Linked DNA regions of Canis lupus: region 1 is linked to region 2. Evidence: chromatin contacts called from public Hi-C data. All regions are on one chromosome and are shown on one strand. Each heading gives the region's core, a stretch centred on a gene start, on an enhancer-like site or on the middle of the called end of the contact. The rest is flanking DNA. Distances are from core to core; before and after follow the strand shown.

Region 1 (3,952 bases), core at 886-3,385, 160 kb before region 2:
GAAATGTTTCATGAATGGCTAGTCCAGTCTCTGACACAAGGCTCTGAAAAACAACAAAAACAAAAACACAGACACACACAGAAACAACAACAAAACAACCAACCAACCAACCAAACGACAACAACGAAAGCTATATAAAAATAACAGAAAGTCACTGCAGGGGCTCTATTTGAGCAGGCTTGACTATATCCTACTAGTCCCAATAAGGTGCTCACTTTGCTACTATGGAAGAGATAAAAATTTATTTTCTTCTAATAATGGAATTAAAGTGAGTGCTTTTCCTAGTGTGACGGGCACAGAAGTTAGGATGCAAGGGGTTAATGAGTTACATTCAGACCACAGAGATATTGAGCACAGAATCCTCTCAAAGAATTGCGAAGGAAAGGAAATGGTGTGGAACCAGAGATGTGGGGGGCATCAATCTTCTTTTGACATTTGAAGTAAAGTCATACGACGACGGAATGTGGCCGGGACTTAAGGCTGTAAAAAGTATTCTGGTGAGAAGGGAAAAGAAGGTAAAGAAGGTGCTGATGGATGGATATACAGAGTGGGAGGGAGGAACCCAGCTGAGGTTCTAGAAGCTAAAGCTGCAGCGGGTGGGATACACACTACAGTGTCAGGCTCTGCACAGGAACCCAGCCACTGCTGTAGGAGAGGGACAGGTGGATGGTCAGCTTAGCGTGTGTCTTTTACTACAGCACTTACTATACCAAAAGCCCCTGGAAGTAGAGACTTTGATAAAAACAAAACAAAACAAAACAAAACAAAACAAAACACCAAAAAAAAAAAACGCAAAAAAAAAAAAAAAAAAAAAACCAAAAGAAAAAAAAACCAAAAGAAAAAAAAAACCAAAAAAAAAAAAAAAAACCTATGCACACAGTAGGAACATGATGAACTTCTGTTTGAATGAACTGATTCAGTCATCGCCAATCCTGCCATAGTACTCTGTAGAGTACTGGCAACTGCCCACATTTCATATGGTATGCCAATGCTAAAAAGAAAAAAAAAAATGCTAAAAAAAAAAAAATGCAGCACACTCAATTAAACTCAGCAGTCTTAAAATGGCAACTGTGTCAGCTGAGACGTACTTTTTAAATCCTGTGCCAGTACATCTGCCTTGGGCGTCTGCTTCATCTTCCCTACGCCACTGTCCTCTTGCGGTACCAGCAGGGGAATGATTCCGAGTCCGATAAGCCACGCTCTGACGCCGACAGTCCTGAAGTCCTCCGTGGATGTACAAGTGGAACTCGAGACCCGCCTTCACGACGCTGCCTCCCGGAGATGCTCACACAAACGCGAGGACCGATAACGCCCGCTCCGCAGGGAAAGGCGGAGTCGGCGCGGGGTGGAAGGACTGCTCGGCCGTTCCGTGGAGCATCCCCAAAGCGCGGCGGACCGTCTCGTCCTGCCTCCTCCCTGCTTCCTGGAAACCTCGAAGTCGTCGCCGTCTCCGGCATCACCGAACCGGACTCCTTCCCACCGCGCAACGGGACACCCAGGTCCAGGAAGCGTACGCGGCCGAGAGGGCTCCTTCCCTTGCACGACGCCGTCTCTCAGAGACCCAAAGTCCTTACCACGAGTCGGCGGTGGGGGACACAAACAAACAAGCACCAAAAAAAAATAAAATAAAAATAAATATAAATTTAAAAAAAAAGGCCAGGAATAAAAGTACGTCTCCGCACGACGGCCCACCTGGACCCGGCGGCGCCGCCGTCCGCTCACGGGAGCGTCGGGACCGCGCGCTCGATCTCACTCACGTTCGTCTCTCGGGCGCCCGCGCGCCTCCGCTCGGGCGACGGCTGATGGCGTCACCCGCACTTCCGGCCGCGGCTGCGTTCTAGTCCCCAGCGAGGAAGGAGGAAGGGAGGTCTGAGGCGCTGGATGTGTGGGGGAAATAGCGAGCGAGGGGAAGCGATCCGGGCGCCCGCGGGCTCCGCGACAACGCCCGCGGGCCTCCTCTGTCCCCGCCGCCCCGCATCGGCGGCCGCCCGGGGCTGCCCTCCCTCGCCTTCTCGCGGTCTCCCGACACCCGGTCTCCCTTCACGCCTCGCCCCCCCCCCACTCCCCCCTCCCTCCCCGTCCCTCCCCCTCCCTCCCTCCGTCAGGCTCCCCGCCCTTAGTATCGCGAGACGAGGTGAGAGCTGGCGGAGCGGCGGCGGCGGCGGCGGCAGTAGAGGTGACCGAGGCGGTGGCGGCGGAGGCGGCCCCGAGCGCTGTGCGGCCCCGGTGCGGCCGAAGTCGCGGTAGAGCGTAGCCCCCGCGCCCCTCCCCCGCCCGCGCCCTCCCTCTTTCCCTGGGGATGGAGAAGGCGACGGTTCCGGCGGCGGCGGCGGCGGCGGCGGCGGCGGCTGAGGTAGAAGGGAGCCCCCCGGCGGTGGCGGTGGCGGCCGTGGCGGGCCCCCCCGCGGTGGCGGCGGCGGCGGCGGCGGCGGCGGAGGTCGGCAGCGGCGTAGGCGGCGGCGGCGGGGCTCGCTCGGCCTCCTCTCCTCGTGGGATGGTGCGAGTCTGCGACCTGCTCCTGAAGAAGAAGCCGCCGCAGCAGCAACACCACAAGGCCAAGCGCAACCGGACCTGCCGACCCCCCAGCAGCAGCGAAAGCAGCAGCGACAGCGACAACAGCGGCGGCGGCGGCGGCGGCGGCGGAGGCGGCGGCGGCGGCGGAGGCGGCGGCGGCGGCGGCGGCACCAGCAGCAACAACAGCGAGGAAGAGGAGGACGACGACGACGAGGAAGAGGAGGTTTCTGAGGCAAGGGCCTGGTTTCAAAGGAAGGAGGGAGGAAGGGACCGTACAGGGCCCAGGGGCCGGAGGAGGGAGGGGACTCGCGGCGGGACACGTTCTCGTGGGCTCCTGCCCCTCGGTGGCGCGGCCGTCGCTGTCCCCGTTCCGCCCCGGCCTAAGTCGCGAGGCGTGGGGATGTGGGGGAGGGTAGCTGACACGTGGGGGCGGGAGGCCGCGGGGCCCACGGGCTTGGATGACCCGCTGCTGGCGCTAGGATGCTCCCTCCACGCGGTTAAGCGTGAGGAGCTGGTTAGATCCCCGTGTGCTCACCCGGCGGGGTCCGCCTGGGGTCAGTAGGGCCGTGTAACTCCTGGGGCGGGGGCGGGGGCGGGGGCGGGGGCGGGGGCGGGGCCGGAACGGGAGGGAGAGGATAATAGGCAGCTGGGTCTCTCGCGGAATGGCCAGGAGCTTGGTGGATGGATTCTCCCACTTGCGAGGTGGAAGGGAGCAGTTCTGAGGGGAGGGAAGAAAGGTTGCGACGGACTCAGAGCTAAGAAGTATCTGTGTGTGTGAGAAACACGTGAGAAGCTGTACTTTTCCATACTGTTCTGCTGCAGGCTGCTGCTTTTTTTTTTTTTTTTCTTCTTCTTCTTTTCATGATTAGTTGTGGCTGCTGAAGTAGCTTTTAGTTCTTTGATCCCTCAAGGGTTTTGGATGGATCAAGGGTGAACTGATTTTAGATGCATACACATCCATACGCAACTCAGCGGCTGAAAAATGCGTTTGACTCCTACACGTGCATACCTGTGCATCTTCAGATGCTTCCTTACTAAGGAAAAAGTAAAGCCAGGCTCTGTCGTTTTCCAGATAATGTGGGGCAGCTAAACAGTGCGTTGAAGCCAGCCTTGGTTGTGGTGAGTTGGAATAGGAAGGCCTCTTGGTTTGTCCTAGTGATCTGGTTTCATAACTGTTTATAATTTTTCCTGGGTCCACAGACAGGCGGCGTTGCAGGACCTTATTCTTCAAAGGCCACATAGAACCCAAAAGCTCAGTAAAACATACCATACTGACGAAAAATAAGAGCCTTACTATCAGCTCTTTTGTAACTCTCTCGTCCACTCCCTGAAATGGAAGCTAGGAAAATCTCGATTCGGAGAATGAAGTTGTAACTTAAGGCAGCAGAAGGAAAAATAACCTGAAAGGCTGATTTTAAATCTGAGTTGTAAGAGAACA
Region 2 (4,325 bases), core at 985-3,484:
GCCTGCTTTTCCCTCTGCCTATGTCTCTGCCTCTCTCTCTCTCTCTCTCTCTCTGTGACTATCATAAATAAATAAAAAATTTAAAAAAGTATTAAAAAAATAAAGGTTCTTTTGTCCAACATTTCAGAAGGCATATTTGGGAAATGAGAAATTTAAATGTATGTAATAGTCTATATGTGTAAATAGCCTATATTCAAGTTTTGAGTCCACTCCTGTGTTCAGCATTGATGGGTTAAGAATTTCAGAAACTGCAAGAAGAAAGTGAAAGTCTTTATTTTTAAGGAGCTTAAAGTAAAAAAAAAAAAAAAATAGTTGTGTGACATAATAAAGACAAGCAGACTAATTATGTTGAAATTTAAAAAAAAATCCAATATGCTGCACAAGTTCACTTGCAATGTTAGAGTTGACAAATTATCAGTTGGTCCGTTCAATGTACGGTCATTTCATATTGTACTCTGCAACTCAAGAGTTCCCACAATTTTGGGTAAGTAGTATATACATTAGTGCTAACCCTCCTTTTGTATTGAGCTTTATAACTGACAAATCCTTCCCCCAACGTTCTTTACAAAGTGGATAAGTTCTGATCATCCCTATTCCATGAATTCAGAAATACATATTAATATATATGAAATTAGCAGAAGTTAAATATTCATGAATTTTATTTAGATCACAATATTGAAACTTAGAGCAATGGAACACTTTGAAATGACAATATGTAACTCCAGAAAAGGCGGACCTAATCCACTCCTTTTCTCCTATGGATATTAAAACATCAGAGTCCCGAGGCTTCAGTGCTAACCATGGAAGCACCAACTTCCAGTGACCTCAGTTCTCTGGAAGGAGAGGAATGCAGCAGCGTAAGCACTTGCTTCTTTACTCCCACAGTCTTTAGGCCAAGATATTTGCACTTAAAACTTGTTTCCGCTTTAACGCAGTAGTCACTAGCGATCGGTTGCTTCCTTTTTTGCTTTTTTTTGCTTGTTTTGGTTTCTTTTTAAACATTCTTTTAAAGAATGTTTAATGTTTTAAAGAATTCTTTTATTCATTTATTTGGGAGAGGACATGAGTGGGAGGAGGAACAGAGGGAGAGGAGCATCCTCCAGCGGACTCCTCGGCGTCCACCGCGCGTGGAAGCAAAAGCGAGTGGAACCACGGAGCGACGAAGGCGCCCCCGGTCGCCTTTTCTAACTTGGATGGGTAGGGATACAGACCGGTGTCGCCTTTTCTTTTAAAAAGGAACAGCTACATATACAGAAGTTGGGCCTTGTGTGTTTGAACACGTTTCAGAACTCGTGTCGGTGCGCGATGCACCTCGTTGGCAGGTCCGCATTGCCCCAGCGCTGGCGGGAGGCTTGTTTCAACCAACGTCTGGCTCCGCGCAGACCCAGTCCGGGCTCTAGGGTTCGGGGTGGCCCTTCCGTGATCGATGCACACTCTTTCCAGGAACACACAACTCCAAACCAGTGCAAGCAGATTTGGCCGTATTTCTGCTAATCCGAAGACAAGGTGTTCTGGGTCCTTTACGTGGGGCAGACGTACGCTCCAGGAGGAGTTCACCCCGCCCCTGGAGGAGATGCTCTGGCGTCCAGCACTCCTGCTGGGCTGCGCTCTTTGCAGGGGAGGAAGCACCACTGCGCACCCGGTGTGCGCTCGTGCACTCGGGCTTGGAAATGGAAACAGGGGAGCCAGTGAGGCCTTACAGCGCGCGCCGCACTACGCCCGGTGCACGACCCATGCCCCTTGTGGGCCCCGCCGCGCTGTCACCTCCGTCTCCGGCAGATGTCACCGGGCTGCGCGCGGGGGGGGCGGGGGGCGGGGGGGGGGGCGCCCTCCGGGCAGGAAAACCACCTGCGCAGTTTAACCGGCCACAAACCACACGATCGGACCGGTTGAAAAAGGATGCACGCGCTGAACGCGGCCTGCGAGGCGAGGGCTTCGAGCCACGCCCGGCCGCAGTGCAGGCGGCAGCCCCGCCCCCCCCCCCCCCCGGGCTCCCCGCCCGCCGCGGGCAGTGCAGCGTCTGCGCAGTGGGCCTGCCCCGTGCCGCGTGGGAAAGGCGGGGCTTCCCTACCGATGCGTCATCGCCCGTGCGACGCCGACGCCACTGGCCGGCTGGCGAAGGTCGAGGGTGCCGAGAGAGGGCGCGCGTGCGCGTGGGGGCCGGGGCCGGGGCCGAGGCCGAGCGAAGCGCAGCCGGCGCTGCTCTGTGACGTCGACGTCTGGCGGAGCCCTGGCGCCGACATGCTGTGCCGGCTGGGCGCTGGGCGGCTGCGGAGGCCGCGGCTCGCGGCGCCCACCCCCGCGGGCGGCGGCCGGTGTCCGCAGTGGGCGCGGGCGGTGGCGTCGGGGTCGGCAGGCGGCCCAGGCGGCCCTGGCGGCCCTGGCGGCTGGTACGAGGCCCTGGCCGCGTCGGCGCCGGTGCGGGGCGCGGAGGAGATGCTGCTCGGCCTGCACGCCGCCGCGGGCCTGCCCTGGTGGGCCTGCATCGGGCTCGGCACCGTGGCCCTCCGCGGCGCCGTCACGCTGCCCCTGGCCGCCTACCAGCACTACATCCTGGCCAAGGTGAGCGGCGCGCGGCCTGCGCCCGGAGGGCCGGTGAGGGCTGGTGAGGGCCGGCGGGGGCCGGTGGGGGCCGGCGGGGGCGCCCGCGGCAGGAACACCCGACCCCGACCCCGACCCGACCCCGCCCCCTGCATCTGCCCCGCGCGGCGTGAAGCTCGCGACCGCCTTCTGTCTGTCTAGCTATTTATTATTTTATTTTTTATTTTTTATTTGTTATTTATTATTTATCTATGTATCCATCTACCTATTTATTTATTTAATTTTTATGTTATTTATTATTTATTTATCTACTTATCTATTTATTTATTTGAATATTTATTTATTTTTATTTTTATTTATTATTTATTTATTTATCTTTATTTATTTATCTACTTATCTATCTATCCATCTATTTATCTATTTATCTATTTATTTAATTTTTATTTGTTATTTATTTATCTACTTATCTATTTATTTGTTTATTTATCTATTTATCTTTATTTATTTATTTTTTTTATTTTTATTTGTTATTTATTATTTATCAATTTATCTATTTATTTGTTTTTATTTATTTATTTATCTATCTATTTATCTTTATTTATCTATTTATTTATCTATTTATCTATCTATTTATTTATTTTTATTTTTTATTTTTATTTATTTATCTATTTGCTTATTTATCTATTTGTTTATTTTTACTTTTTATTTTTTATTTATTTTTTGTTATTTATTTATCTATTTACCTATTTACCTATTTATCTATTTACTTACTTATTTATTTATTTATTTATTTATTTATTTATGAGAGACACAGAGAGAGAGAGAGGCAGAGACACAGGCAGAGGGAGAAGCAGGTTCCGTGCACCGGGAGCCCGACGTGGGACTCGATCCTGGGACCCCAGGATCGCGCCCTGGTCCAAAGGCAGGCGCCAAACCAGGGATCGATCCCCCACGACCACCTTCTTAATCAGAAATCTATCGAGCACTGGATACGTGAATCCAGAGATGCTCCGTGACGCATGTGCCTGTCATTTCTTTCCCCTACTAGGTCTGTGCTCTAAGCCCAAGCGGTCACTGAGCTTGCTGTTTGTTAGAGAACGAGAAAGACAGAGGAATCGGTAGAAGTCGCTGTGTGTACGGAGAAACTTGTAGAATTGCCGTCTTGAAGGTTGTGGCAGCCCGTAGGCCTGCAGCATCTTTTGTCCCCAAGTATCCCAGTTCATCTCTCTTAACTAGAAAAAAGCCCTGCTAAGCTACAGCCGTGGGCGAACGTGATTCCTTTTTCAGGCTGTGTCACCTACCGCTCTCGTTGGCCCCAGCCAGAGGCCCGCTTGGCCTTCAGTGCTTCTTTCTCTTCTGTGGAATCAGGATAGTAATAGTTTCCTGGCCCCCTTCACGATGCTATGAGATCAAGTCAGATAACGGGAGTTAAAGGGCTTTGAAAGCAAAATATCATTCAAAGGAGAGGCTTCGAAAAATAATGGTTTTCGTGTTTTCAGACTGTTTTTTAGGGATGGGGGACCCAGAAACAAAGGAAATCATCAGCACCATCGAGGCAGCGAGGCACTTTACAGAAAGAATTAACACGGCGGAAATAAATGCAGACTTTTTGTGACTCTGTGGTTACAGTCTTAATATAGACTTAATGTTTTTCCACTTTATGTTACTCAGAAGTCCAGGGATGAAACATTAAAGTGTAGGGTTCAGTTCTTGTTTAATCCTTATAATAATTCTGTGAAGTAGGTGCTGTTAGACATTTTATATATGAGGGAACGGGGTATTAG

Evidence for each region. Hi-C and Micro-C count contacts between places; a contact is called where the count stands out from the background.
Region 1: a Hi-C map of blood shows a contact between it and region 2, with 2.2 times the contacts expected there. The contact joins the promoter of ANKRD17 here to the promoter of COX18 in region 2. A contact is called at or near these places in 3 of 9 Hi-C or Micro-C datasets (amygdala and blood).

What each region holds. Positions count from the first base shown.
Region 1 is chr13:63,104,497-63,108,448 of UU_Cfam_GSD_1.0, reverse strand. ANKRD17 (ankyrin repeat domain-containing protein 17) reads left to right here and starts at 2,135. Exons shown (of 33, transcript XM_038556309.1): 1 at 2,135-2,746. The coding sequence starts at 2,300.
Region 2 is chr13:62,945,278-62,949,602 of UU_Cfam_GSD_1.0, reverse strand. It overlaps COX18 (cytochrome c oxidase assembly protein COX18, mitochondrial), which reads left to right and starts at 2,234. Exons shown (of 6, transcript XM_038556301.1): 1 at 2,234-2,562. The coding sequence starts at 2,242.